2 separate regions of the Sus scrofa genome follow, and region 2 is linked to region 1. A link is a contact called in public Hi-C data. All regions are on one chromosome and are shown on one strand. The core of a region is the stretch at or near the end of the contact, and the rest is flanking DNA. Distances in the headings are between cores, read along the strand shown. Region 1 overlaps CDK19 (cyclin-dependent kinase 19). Region 2 overlaps CDK19 (cyclin-dependent kinase 19).

The links. A called contact is a pair of places that touch in the nucleus more often than the background predicts.
Region 2: a Hi-C map of liver shows a contact between it and region 1, with 2.6 times the contacts expected there. The contact joins two enhancer-like sites. A contact is called at or near these places in 2 of 47 Hi-C or Micro-C datasets (epiblast stem cells and liver).

Annotation. Positions count from the first base shown.
Region 1 is chr1:76,623,774-76,630,123 of Sscrofa11.1, reverse strand. CDK19 (cyclin-dependent kinase 19) reads left to right here. Exons shown (of 12, transcript XM_021091172.1): 5 at 5,037-5,094. Among named protein-coding and RNA genes, the nearest start is that of SLC22A16, 160 kb to the right of the region's middle. Within about 2 kb of position 3,718, at least 4 of the 83 cell types and tissues checked have an H3K27ac peak or open chromatin away from gene starts, as enhancers often do. A contact at or near this core is called in liver, where this site is marked.
Region 2 is chr1:76,756,244-76,763,200 of Sscrofa11.1, reverse strand. All of the region lies in intron 1 of CDK19 (cyclin-dependent kinase 19), which reads left to right. Among named protein-coding and RNA genes, the nearest start is that of CDK19, 34 kb to the left of the region's middle. Within about 2 kb of position 4,685, at least 3 of the 83 cell types and tissues checked have an H3K27ac peak or open chromatin away from gene starts, as enhancers often do. A contact at or near this core is called in liver, where this site is marked.

The DNA of each region.
Region 1 (6,350 bases), core at 2,469-4,968:
TTTAAAGTCTTTGAGTCTGTTTCTGTTCTGTAAATAAGTTCATTTGTATCCTTTTAAAAATATTCCATATGTAAGTGATATCATATGATTTTGTCTTTCACTAACTTCATTTAGTATGATAGTTTCTAGGTCCATCCATGTTGTTGCTAATGGCATTATTTCATTCTTTTTTATTGCTGAGTAATATTCCATTGTGTGTGTGTGTCTGTGTGTGTGTGTATACCACATCTTCTTTATTCCTACCCTTAATTTTATCTTTTTACTTCTGCTTTCTTTTGGTTTAGTCTATTGAGGTTTTTTTTTAACCTCTTAACTTAGGCACATAATTATTTTCAGCCTTTCTTCCTAACATAAATGTTTAAGGCTATAAATTTCCCTTGTAAGTACTGCATTAGCTCCATAGGTTTTGATAGGTTGTATTTTCATTATTTCACTTCTGAGTATTTAAATTTTTCTTCATACTTTCTCCTTTACTTCTGAATAATTCAAAGTATTTTTACATTTCCAAATATATGGAGTTTTAAATTTATACTTTTGCAGTTGACTTTTATTTTAATTGTATTTTGATCATAGAACATAATCTGTTTGAAAATAAGGCCTTGCAGTTTCTTGAGACCTGCTTGAACACAACAACATTTGTAGATGCTCCATGTATACTTGAAAAAAAAATGTGTATTCTCCAGTTATTGGGTAAAAGTTGTATAGATGTCTGCTAGATCAGCTTGTTAATTGTGTTCTTTGGGTGGTCTACATCTTAATCTTTTGTCTGCGTGACATATCAATAATTGAGAAAAGTTGGAGTTCCCATTGTGGATCAGCAGTAACAAACCCACTTGATATCCATGAGGATGCAGGTTTGATCCCTGGCCTCACTCAGTGGGTTAGGATCTGGAGTTGCCATGAGCTGTGATGTAGATCACAGATGAGGCTCAGATCCTGCATTACTGTGACTGTGGTGTAGGCACGCAGCTGCAGCTCCGATTCAACCCCTAGCCTGGGAACTTCCGTATGTTGCAGGTGTGGCCCTAAAGAAAAAAAGAAGTCTGTTAACATTGGTCTTTTCCCTCCCTGAAATTATATCAAATACACACACACACACACATACACACACACACACACTCACACACATCAAGTACATAGCAAGTTTTTAGGTGTGTTCCCTCTTCCTGATAAATTTAACCTCTGTCATTTAGTGACCATCTCCACTCCTAATAATGCTTTTGTCTTAAAAGATATTTTGTCTACACAACTATAGTTGCTTCTTTTAGCAGTTTGCCTTATGTATCTTTTAATAGCCTTTTATTTTTGGCTTTTATGGTCCTTCTGCTTAGGTGGATCTCTCGTAAGTAGTATATGAATGGATTTTGTTTTTAAGCCAATATGGAAATGATTTGCTTTTAGCAGGAAAATATATGTTTTTAGTCCTTAGGCCTAAGTTAGGAAGTTTTTCCTTCAGGAAGGGTTTCCTTTTGCTTCTGCTGGTTTACTTTAGTCCCCTTGAGTTTCTTGGCTGATTGTCGGGTAATAGGCTCAGATCCCTCACCTTGCTGGTGGCTCAAGGCTCAGCGTTCCCGCTGAAGTGTGTTATTGACATCTGCCCTCAGGCCCATCCTGCCTATCCTTCCTTCTTCAGCCATTATTTGGGGTGGAGCCAGGGGTTGTTGTAGATCTCTTCTCTCTCTTATGAGATCAAGGATCCTTCAGAAATATTTCTTAGGCAGCATGTGGTTGTTCCATAATGGCAAGGTGTTGGAGCACCTGCTTAGTCATAATACCAGATGTGGAACTCTCATGTTTATTTTTTTCTGCAGTACTTATCAGTATCTGACATACTGCATGTTTGGTATTACTTCAGTAATAGTATACTATATACTTGGTATTTATTACGTTTCTTTTCCCTCTAGAATGTGAGCTCCACGAGGGCAAGGATTTTGCCTGTTTTTGTTTACTACTATATTTCTAGCATCTAAATCACTGCCAGATGCTCAATCAATATTTGAATGGATGACTGGGAACAGTAGAAAAGGTGATGCCAAAAAGCAATGCCAAGTCTTGAACTTTTACCTTGAAATGCCCTTATATGTTCCTCCATGACCATTATCACAAATTAGAGTCCCCTTACTTTTTCCTGGACTCTTGTAGCCCACTTCCAACTGGTCTGTTTACTGGGTGGTCCATCTGTCCTATCCAGTTCATCCTTCACAAGGCTACCAGAGTTTTCCCCTAAGTATGGATCTGATTATCTCACTGTCTTGTCTCAGTTTAGCCTACAGAATACATTGTTGTTTCTTTAGTGTGATATTTTATTCCCAACATAGTTCCTAACATTATTTCTACACAGAGCATTCTATGCTCTAGTCATATGAAATTACTTGAAGGCTCTCCCAATACGCCATGTCTGTGGGGGAGGGGGGTTGTAACAATGCTCTTACATTTTGGGTTCTCTGAGCCTGAAAAGTCATTCTTTTGTTTATGCTTATCAAAATCTTAGTCATTCTTGGAGCTCCCATTGTGGCGCAGTGGAAATGAATCCGACTAGGAACCATGAGGTTGCAGGTTCGCTCTCTGGCCTCACTCAGTGGGTTAAGGATCCAGTGTTGCTGTGAGCTGTGGTGTAAGTCACAGACGTGGCTTGGATCTGGCATTGCTGTGGTTGTGGCGTAGGCCGGCTCCAATTAGATCCCTAGCCTGGGAACTTCCATATGCTGCGGGTGCGGCCTTAAAAAAAGACAAAAAGACAAAATCTTAGTCTTAAATTCATCTCCTTCCTAAAGATTATCCTAATATTCACTGAGACTCATCTTTTCCCAGCTGTTTATTTTGCTGTTTTGGTATTCTATTAAGCTATCTGTCTGTCTTTCCCTCCTAAATATTAAGTTCCTTGAAGTCAAGGGCTACATGTTTTTCCTGAAAGTGTGTACAGTGGCTTAAGAATAATGGATCTTTGAAAAATAGTTTTCAAACTTGAATTTTAAGTTTGGTTTTTGTCTGATGCTATTTTCGTTTATCTGCTATAGCAAACTGATCTTGTGTCCTTTCTTCAATTATCACACTCCAGTGACAATAACTTTCAAATCTAAATCTTCCTATTTCCACCCTCCTGGCTAGTGTGACTAGGGCCTTTCACATTACTCAAACTCAATGTGTCATTGCCTTCTCTTGTTGTTGTCCCTCCCAAATCAGTAACTCTCATAACTTCTCTATCAGAAGGGCACCATTCTTCCAGTCACATAAACTCAAGCCCTTAGTGAAATCTTTATCATCCTTTGTCTTAATCTTCTGCCTTCAACTAGTAGTCCTGTTAATTTCTGCTTTAAAATGTTATTCAGCTTGGAGTTCCCACCGTGGCTCATTGGTTAACGAACCCGACTAGTAACCATGAGGTTTCGGGTTTGATACCTGGCCTTGCTCAATGGGTTAAGGATCCGGCATTGCCATGAACTGTGGTGTAGGTTGCAGACATGGCTTGGATCCTGTGTTGCTGTGGCGGTGGTGCAGGCCTGGTGGCTACAGCTCCAATTGGACTCCTGGTCTGGGAACCTTCATATGCTGTGGTTGCGGCCCAAGAAAAAGATAAAAAGACAAAAAAAAAAAAAAAATGTTACTCAGCTCCATTAACTTCCTCTCCATTTCAGCTGAGAAGTCCTCAGATGAAGCCCTGAAGCCCTTATTACCTCACATCCCAGTTCTGGTACCTCCCCCTTTCCTATAATCTCACCGCCTGTAATATAAAGGTCAGATTGCTTCACCTGGCATTTAAGACCGCAGGGTCTAAGTTCACTGTACTATCTCCAGCGTGAGCCCTCTGCTTTCTGTCAAGTCAGTCTTACTCTCTGCTACGCTTACCTCATTCATAGCCCTTGTGCTTCTGCTCTGCCATGCTAGCTTGGGTTCATTTTTCAGGATCTGGATAATGGCCATACCTGCTGCCCCCCATCTCCAGTAAACATTTCCCTTAACAATGGAAACTAGTTCATCACTTCCTCCTTTGAACTTTTTTTTTTCTTAGTTATCGTTTTCATTGAATCTTAAAAAAGAGCTGGCAAATTGAAAGAGATCTTAAGAGTAATCTAGTTTAACCTCTAACCCAAGACCTCAGTCCTCTCCATAACTCATAATTAGCTTTCATTTCTAGTATTATACAAAGATTCTAACATTTCTACTTGTACAGTGAGCATCTGGAGGCTAGGAACTTGGTTTACTATGCTTTTATTTTTCCTCTTAATTCTGAGTATGGTTAGCGTGGTTCTTTGTCCCTAGAAGACACCACCAAGGATATACTCGTTGATTGAATAAATGAATCATGATTTTTTTTCTGTAAAGAGTTTACAGAGGAGATTTACTTGGGCAAAAGCCTATTTCCACAGTTTCTCTGTTCCCAAATGTCTACAAATAAGGATGGCTTAAAAGATGGTGGATACATTTGCAGCCTACTCCTTTCTTCATATAGCTGTGTATTAGCCTTGGTTTTAATTTTCCTACATCTTGAAATTATATTTGGAATTTCTCACTTTTGCATGAACTATAGCTGAAAATGTGTATGCATTTTAATGGAGTCTGCTGAATGTTGATCATGTTTTCCTACTGTAGTTTAGAAATATTTAGCAAGGAATATACCATTTGATTCATCTAAATGAAGGTAATTATGTTGTAGTTTGAAATTTTATATAAAATTTTTCAACCACAAAAGCCCTTTGTTGTGGGTGGCAATAGGACCGCTTATAATTTATGCAGGTTTAAAAATTATTAGTACTCATTACTTCTGTGGGGTAAATAGAAATGATAGCTTTAATTCCTTTGTGATTATTTGTATGATATAATTTTGAAAATAAAATGTTTCTATAGCAAAGATGTTTTTGGAAAGTTAGTGCTAACTTCAAGTATGTCAAATGCTTTAACTATGTAGAGGGTATTTGATATTCAATTATAGTTTTGATGAAAATCCAAAAGTGATATTTTCATAAGAACTTTTTTCCATTTTAGAGCATGTCAAAAGAATAAATATAGTAATTTGAATGCTCTATTTTTATTTCTAGAAACCAGCAAATATCCTAGTAATGGGAGAAGGTCCTGAGAGGGGGAGAGTCAAAATAGGTAGGTAATTATTTCTAAAATAATGTACTAAGAAATTGAAGTGCCTGCAAAGATGGTTTCCCTTTTTAATATTCTTAAGTAGTTAATTTTAAAATTACTTCCTCACAATATTTGTAGAAAAGATGTTGGGAAATGTAGAGAGCTTATAAAATCCCTCAGATTTATTCCCCAAATAAGTTTCTGTAATTCTAAGCTTAGGCAAGCAAAAAATTCTTTCCCACACAATACCCCAAGCATGTGTTTAATGCTCTTACTGTCCTGCACAGTTACCCTAAAGATAAATCCCTAAATCTTACTTTTGTCTCAGCTTTACCAGATGTTGTTTCCCTGAATACATCCCTCCCACCCTGATCTGATACATACAGATCTTCACAGATTCCCCCTATCCTCTCCCCCCACCACATGCCCTGTGCCAGATACCAACAAATCTTTTCCAAATGAATATATATATATGTTTCTAGACTCTCTTACTTGCCGGTCTTAGATTAAGCTACTGGCATGAGTCTTATTTCTGTATTTAAATTTTCTTTGCACCCTCGAAGATTCTAAAAGAAACTGGCATCCTTTATACCTATGTCTTATTTGGGGAGAAAATGAGCTATGAAATGCTTTATTCTAATTTCTTATAATAAAGCTTACATTTACTGAATGCTCATTTTAAAGAAAGACTTTAAAATAAATTTCGTTTCATCAACCTGCTTTCTTTGCTATTAGAATATATCATGCTGGAAACGATGCAGAATTGTGCTAATTTAATTTACTACAAATCGTTCGGTCTTGCTTTGACCGAGCATGCCTTGCTGCTTGGTTTTCTACTTCTTCAGTTAGTTACCTAGCCCAGTTCCTAAAAAAAACTGTTCTAAACCGACTCTTCTTTCTTTGAACCTCTACTCTGAGCTTACTGGGATTCACTCATAAAAAAATTTTGATGTTAATTAAGAACCAGGTGGCTAATTTCCTTCCTTTCCTCTTTCCTTCCTCCTCCCTCCCATCATCTTCCTAGACTCCTCACTTGTTCCTGTTTCACTCTTACATTTTTACTTGTAGGCATTTACTGAGTACCTAGTTTTTGTTAGACACCCGTGAAAGGGAAATCAAGTACGGTCCTTGTTTGGGGGACAGTGAAATTGATACTTACATATGTTATCTCATTTGTTTTGCACAACCACCCTCTATGGTAGTTACTGTAGATGAGGAAGGCTGGATTCAGAGAGACTGTGCTTTACTCAGCCTTTCAAAGGAAGGACTTGAGTTCC
Region 2 (6,957 bases), core at 3,436-5,935, 130 kb before region 1:
CTTCTATATGTTGTGGGTGCAGCCCTAAAAAGTAAAAAAAAACTAAAAAACAAAAAACAAAAAAACAAAAAACCCGCAAAAAACCCAAAACCAAAAAGCAGCATAAGCTTTTGGAACTTCATGAAATTGTGTATCTTGGTCAAATTGCTTGCCCTAAAAGAAGTCCAGAAATATTAAATACTTCCCTTAAGATCTCTTAGTATGTTTCAGTTTCTGATGTTATTGGTGTTCTATTCTAACTCCTACTCCAACATTCGTATCTTTAGTAAGATATCTAATATAAAAGTAATGAGAACTATTTGTGGAGTATTCATGATCATTAATGAAGAGACTGATGAAGGCAAATAATTATCAGTTGTCAGAATGCACTTTTCTGTAAACTTTCTAAGATATTGATAAATTTATTGATGTTATGCATTTTTTATCAATAAATATTTATTTAGATCCATCTTAGCAGAAGTTTCAGTCATGTTGTAGAATGTATTTACATCATGCTTGTAAATGACTAAAGAATATCATTAGTCATTGCTATGACTACCATATTTTATAATTTTGGGTAATTTGTCAGTCGATGGACATTTTGGTTGATTCCACTTTTTGACTATTGTAAATAATGCTGCTGTGAACATTTAATGTGTATATATATATATATATGTGTGTGTGTGTGTGTCTTTTTTGGGCTGCACCTGTGGCATATGGAAGTTCCCAGGCTAGGGGTCAAATTAGAGCTGCAGCTGTAGGCCTGCGCAACAGCTACAGCAACGTGGGATCCAAGCCACAGCAACGTGGGATCTAAGCCACAGCTCCCGGCAATGTCGGATCCTTTACCCACTGAGTGGGGCCTGGGATCAAACCCGCATCCGGCATCCTCATGATTACTAGTTGGGTTCATTACCTTGCAACGGGAGCTCCAACCACATGTTTTAAATTGTTGGGTATATACCTAAGAATGGAATTGCTAGATTGTATGTTAACTCTATATTTAACCTTTTGAGGAACTACTAAAGCAGCTGCACCATTTTACATTCCTTCATGCAATGTATGAGGATTCCAATTTCTTTATATGCTTGTTAGCATTTGATACTGTTTTTGATTTTAGCCATCTTACTGGGTATGAAGTGTTATTTCATGTGGTTTTGATTTGTATTTCCGTAATAACTAGTAGTATCAAGCATCTTTTCATGCTCAATTTTGGCTATTTGTGTATATTCTTTGGCCCATTTTTAAAATTGGATTGTCTTTTTATCCTTGGTTGTTGTTGAGTTGTAAGAGTTCTTTATATATTCTGGATGCTAGGCCCTTATCTGATTTATGATTTGCAAATATTTTCTTTCGTTTTGCGGATTGCCTTTTCACATTCTTGATGGTGTCCTTTGAAGCAGAAAATGTTTTAATTTTAATGATGTCTAGTTTATGTCTTTTATTTTGTTGCATTAGGAAACTCCTGTTTGCTCTAAGATTGCAAAGATTTACTTCTTTGTTTTCTTCCAAGAGTTTTGTAGTTTTAGGTCTTTTTTCCATTTTTTTTCTTTTATTGAAGTATAGTTGATTTACAATGTTGTGTTAATTTCTGCTATACAGTGAAGTAATTCAGTTATACTTAAGCACATATCCTTTCTTTTTCAGATTCTTTTCCCATATAGGTTATCAGAGAATATTGAGTAGAGTTCTTTGTGCTAGACAGCAGGTCCCAATTTTAGGTCTCATATTTAGGTCTGATAGTGTTTTTTTTTTTTTTTTTTTTAAAGTAAAGGGACATGTGATAAAGTTCCAGCCTTTTAGGATTTTTAGTAATTTGACTAAATTAAAAATACACAGTGAGAAAAGATAACTAAGTGAGGGAGTTCCTGCAGTGGCTCAGTGGGTTATGAACCCTACTAGTATCCATGAGGATGAGAGTTCGACCCCTGGCCTCTCTCAGTGGGTTAAGGATCCAGTGTTGCCCTGAGCTCTGGTGTAGGCTGGCAGCTGTAGCTCTGATTCGACACCTAGCCTGGGAGTGTCCACATGCCAAAGGTGTGGCCCTGAAAAGCAAAAAAAAAAAAAGAAAAAAAAAAAAGAAAAGAAAAGACACCTGCCTGTGGCTTAGCACTCAGCCAAAAGCAGCTGTTGCTCTGATTTCCATTATTGTTCCCTTTGTAAAGAAAGTGCATATGTGTGCTATAACTAGGATTAAAAAAAAAATAACTAAGTGAAAAAAATAATAAGCTCAGAGTTCTGGAGGTGTTTGGGCAAGATAAATTCTAAATGTGTAGAAAGTTTTTTATTTTTTTTAAATATATATACTTTGGGAAGAACTGGAAAGGATTAGAGTGTGAAAAAAAGAAATCTGTAAAAATGGAGAGTGATGTTTCCTTATGAGTTGTGAGGAATAAAGGAGATGATTCTTTTATGCTATAATAATATATGTATTAATCCTACCATTAATTTTTTTTTACTGCTGTTAATTTTTTAATGGGAAATTTTGATGATCGTTGGCTCTTCAATATCTCTATTTCTAGAGTGTCATGAAGTCCTTAACAAATTGTTTCAAACATATCAAAAATCCATATAGCTCCTATGATCACTATGTATTCACTCTCTACATCAGAAGTGAGTAAATTTTTTTTTCTGTAAAGGGCCAGATAGTTTCTATACTTCTCTAACAGGCCAGTAAATATTTTAGGCTTTGGAGGCCATGTGGTCTCTGTTAAAAGTACTCGATTCTGTAGTTGTAGAGAAAAAGCAGCTATAGATAACAGGTTAATGAATGGGCAGGGCAATGTTCCAGTAAAAGTTATTTACAAAAACAGGCTCAGCTGGATTTGGCTTGGACTATAGTTTACCATTCCTGGATCCAGGTTAGTGGTTAACAGATGCTTTCTCTATAAATGTGTGTATATGTATATGAAATATATATATATATATATTTTTTTTTTCTGAACCACTTGAAAGTAAGTTGCAATCGTCGTGGCACTATACCTTTTAATATTTTAGCATGCATCTCCTAAAAATAAACATGTTCTCGGAGTTCCCGTTGTGGCGCAGCGGAAATAAATCCGACTAGGAACCGTGAGGTTGTAGGTTCGATCCCTGGCCTCGCTCAGTGGGTTAAGGGTCTGGTGTTGCCATGAACTGTGGTGTAGGTCGCAGACATGGCTCAGGTCTTGGGTGGCTGTGGCTGTGACATAGGCTGGCAGCTGTAGTTCCGATCCGACCCCTAGCCTGGGAACCTCTGTATGCCATGAGTGCAGCCCTAAAAAGCAAAAAAACAAAAAAAAAAAACAAACAAAAAAAAATTCTCTTGTGTAACCATAATACCATAATTACAGCTAAGAACAATGTAATTTTGTTCTTTTTAATAGAATGGAGATTGTATAATATAGTACAGAAATTATGAAAATCCTTAGATTTGCTCCTCAGCCATTGCAGCCTATTGAACTCTTTGTCTTGGTCCCTCTTTATCTTTTTCTTTTTTCTTTTTTTCTTTTTTTTTTATTTTCCCACTGTACAGCAAGGGGATCAAGTTATCCTTACATGTATACATTACAATTACATTTTTTTCCCCCTCCCTTTGTTCTGTTGCAACATGAGTATCTAGACATAGTTCTCAATGCTACTCATCAGGATCTCCTTGTAAATCTATTCTAAGTTGTGTCCGATAAGCCCAAGCTCCCGATCCCTCCCACTCCCTCCCTCTCCCATCAGGCAGCCACAAGTCTTTTCTCCAAGTCCATGATTTTCTTTTCTGAGGAGATGTTCATTTGTGCTGGATATTAGATTCCAGTTATAAGTGATATCATACGGTATTTGTCTTTGTCTTTCTGGCTCATTTCTATCTTTTTCTTAATTTATTTCTTTAGGTAGAAATCTGTGTTGGGTAACCCTGTTTGCTGGTTTCATTTGGCCCAAGTACACAATCAGATGAAAGGAATATTTTAATTGTTTTTATGTGTTTGGTTTGTATTTTTAAAAATCTGGGTTTTGTTTCTGTATTTTATGTGATTTGAAAGAGAGAATTTTGTGTAATTTATAATCAGAAGACAAGACTTCATTAAGTTACATATAATCTCTGTAATTTTCATTTGGTTGTTTGTACTTGTTTACACCGAAGAAACTGAAGGAAGGTGAAACCAATAATGTGCTTTGAAAAAGTGGCTAGTTTTTGGATTTTCATGCTAAAAGAAGGAGGGAAAGTAATATAAATATTTGTGTTATTGTCAAATTTAACTTTATTGTGCTTTTATGTGACAAGAATTTATAACACTTCAGATAAAGCTGGACCACTCTGAGAAGTTGTGCTGCAAATTTATCCAGGTCCTTGCCCTACTTTTCTCTTCAGTCCCCTACCCAAATTTAGCACACTGCATTGTGCTGCTTCCCATATCATCTCTTAGGCTGTGGATGCAAAGGGCTGTCTACAGCAATTTCTGCCTGGCTGGAAGGAAAGAATTTAATGTGTTGGTACAACTGTGGGTCTGTAGGCTAGTTAGGAATAATGGGCTGCAAGATGGAATAAATAAGACTTCTTCTTAGATTAATGACATAACTATTAGTGGAGGCAGATTAATTATTAGGAACAGACTCAAGATTATTGTTACATCTCTGTATTCTATGAAGAAACAACAGCAAGTAATTCAGGATGGCTAGAATAAGTACATGGGATGGAGGTTGGAAATATATTTGAGAAGGCAGAGCCTGATCATTGTGTGCCTGCCTGGCTAAAGAATTCGGCCTTTAACCTGATAGAGAATTGGGGTAATAGATTCCAAATGGAGTAGATTCCAATAGTTTCCCAAATGGAAATAGTAAATTTTTTTTTCTGATTGTAAAAGGAGCACATGCTTGTTATAAAATGCACACGGGCAACACCAAAAAATGTTGACATTCTCTAGAGATAACCACTGCTAATAGTTGATTGTGTAACCTTGTAGAAAGGAATGTCATGATCGGTTTTGCAGCAGTGTGGAGGATGGAGAGGACAAGAGAGGCAGGAGAGTGGAACAGGAGACTCTTAGGGAGTTCCTGGTGAGAAATGAGGAGAACTTGTTCTTAGTGACAGCTATGGAGATGGGAGAGGGGCAGGGCTGGGGGAAGGTCACAGGCATTTAGGAGGTAGGTGAGATTCAGTGACCAGCTGGATGAGTGGGTGAAGGACACCCCAGAAAAGTGTCCGGGAAGGTCGCTGAGTGGAATGCCCAGAACCTGGGTCCAAATTGTGAGGTCATTGAGGTGGCGTAAAAGGAAAAAATAGCAGTTTTACCAACTGCATAATTCCAGAGTGGAAACTGTATCCTTTGTTCTAATTTTCTTCTGGTTTTTCCAGGCTGATTTAGAGAGGGAGTGTAAAAGTAAGAATTCAATTCTGTTTTGATAGATAAGAGCTGTTAAATCTATGTCCTTTTCTTTGCTAATTATGTTTCTCTCTTGAATTAGTTGAGGATAGCAAGTTCTTTTAAGGAGTTGCTTCTGTTTTGGTGTATAACTATAGCATTAGCTTTTATAGTTCACAAATTTCCTGTTAGAATCTTTAATTTTTTTATTATTTAAAAATTAAAAAATTTTTTTTTCATTTTTGGCCACCCTGCGGTATATGGAGTTCCCTGGCCAGGGATCAGATCTCTGAGTTGCAGTTGTGACCTATGCCATAGCTGCAGGCAACACCAGGTCCTTAACTCACTGTGCCAGGCTGGGGATCGAACCTGTGTCTCTGTGCTCCAGAGATGCTCCTGATCCCATTGTGCCACAGCAGGAATGCCAGAATCTTTAAATTTTTATTCTGAAGAATTGGGATCGGAGTGCAGTGCGAGAGGCACTTGGGCAAGTTGTTGGGAGAGATTCTTTGACCCTGAATCAAGCATTGTTTTGGTGTCTAGTAGTACCTTGCTTTCACCAGGTTCTGCTATGTTCCATTGAGAACAGGCCTATGGAATTCAGTGTGAAACCTCTTTTCTGTGTTGTATAAAAATATGCATAACAGTGCAGTGTTGGCATGGACTCTTGAGTTCTGGGACACAGTGAAGGATCCTCTCTCTCCAGGTAACTAAAAGATGATTGATTGGTAATGCCTGGAAGTTGTGGAACTAAGCATTTGTTCCTGGATGAGAAAGACTTAAGTTTCTGATGCCAAACTCTGCTTTCAGGTAGTATTAAACATGAACTTTCCTATGCTTAAAATTTTCTCAATTTAAAAATATCCCCAGGAGTTCCTGTCATGGTGTGGTGGAAATGAATCCAACTAGGAACCATGAGGGTGTGGGTTAGATCCCTGGCCTCGCTCAGTGGGTTAAGGATCTGGCGTTGCCATGAGCCGTGGTGTAGGTCACAGACATGGCTTGCATCCTGTGTTGCTGTGGCTGGCAGCTGTAGTGCCTATTGGACCCCTAGCCTGGGAATCTCCATATGCTGGGGGTGTGGCCCTAAAAAGCAAAAAAAAAAAAAAAAAAAAAAAAAAAAAAAAAAATCCCCATAGTAGGAAATTTGACGCTTTTTTTGTTGTTCATCTTTGCTGAACCATCCTCACTATTGGGACACTTTATTCTATCCACCTGAAATCCCCTGTGTCACCATTTCAGGAACTTCTTGTTTAGTTTTATCTATATCCTTTCATGAACCTCTAATAAAGAGTTTCCTTGATATATGCACTGTCATAATAATACATCTCCTTTGAGGTTTGATCTGGGTAAGGATTGTTGAAATACAATAGTCATAGCATTAACTTAATTTTTTTTCCCCTAGAATTACTTTCTTGTTTAGACTCTATTATTACTATTTTTACTATCCTTTTCATGGATGAAGTTACTCATCTGAGGTCTTACTCAAAATATTATGTAGTGAGAAATAGGCTTTCCCTCATGGTCATTGATTGGGATTGTGGAACAGATAAATAGAATTTAGGAGAGACATTGTCCTCCGTGGTGTATTCTCCTACTTAATACTGGTGAAAATTAAAGAAGAGTGTAATAAGAAAGATTTATT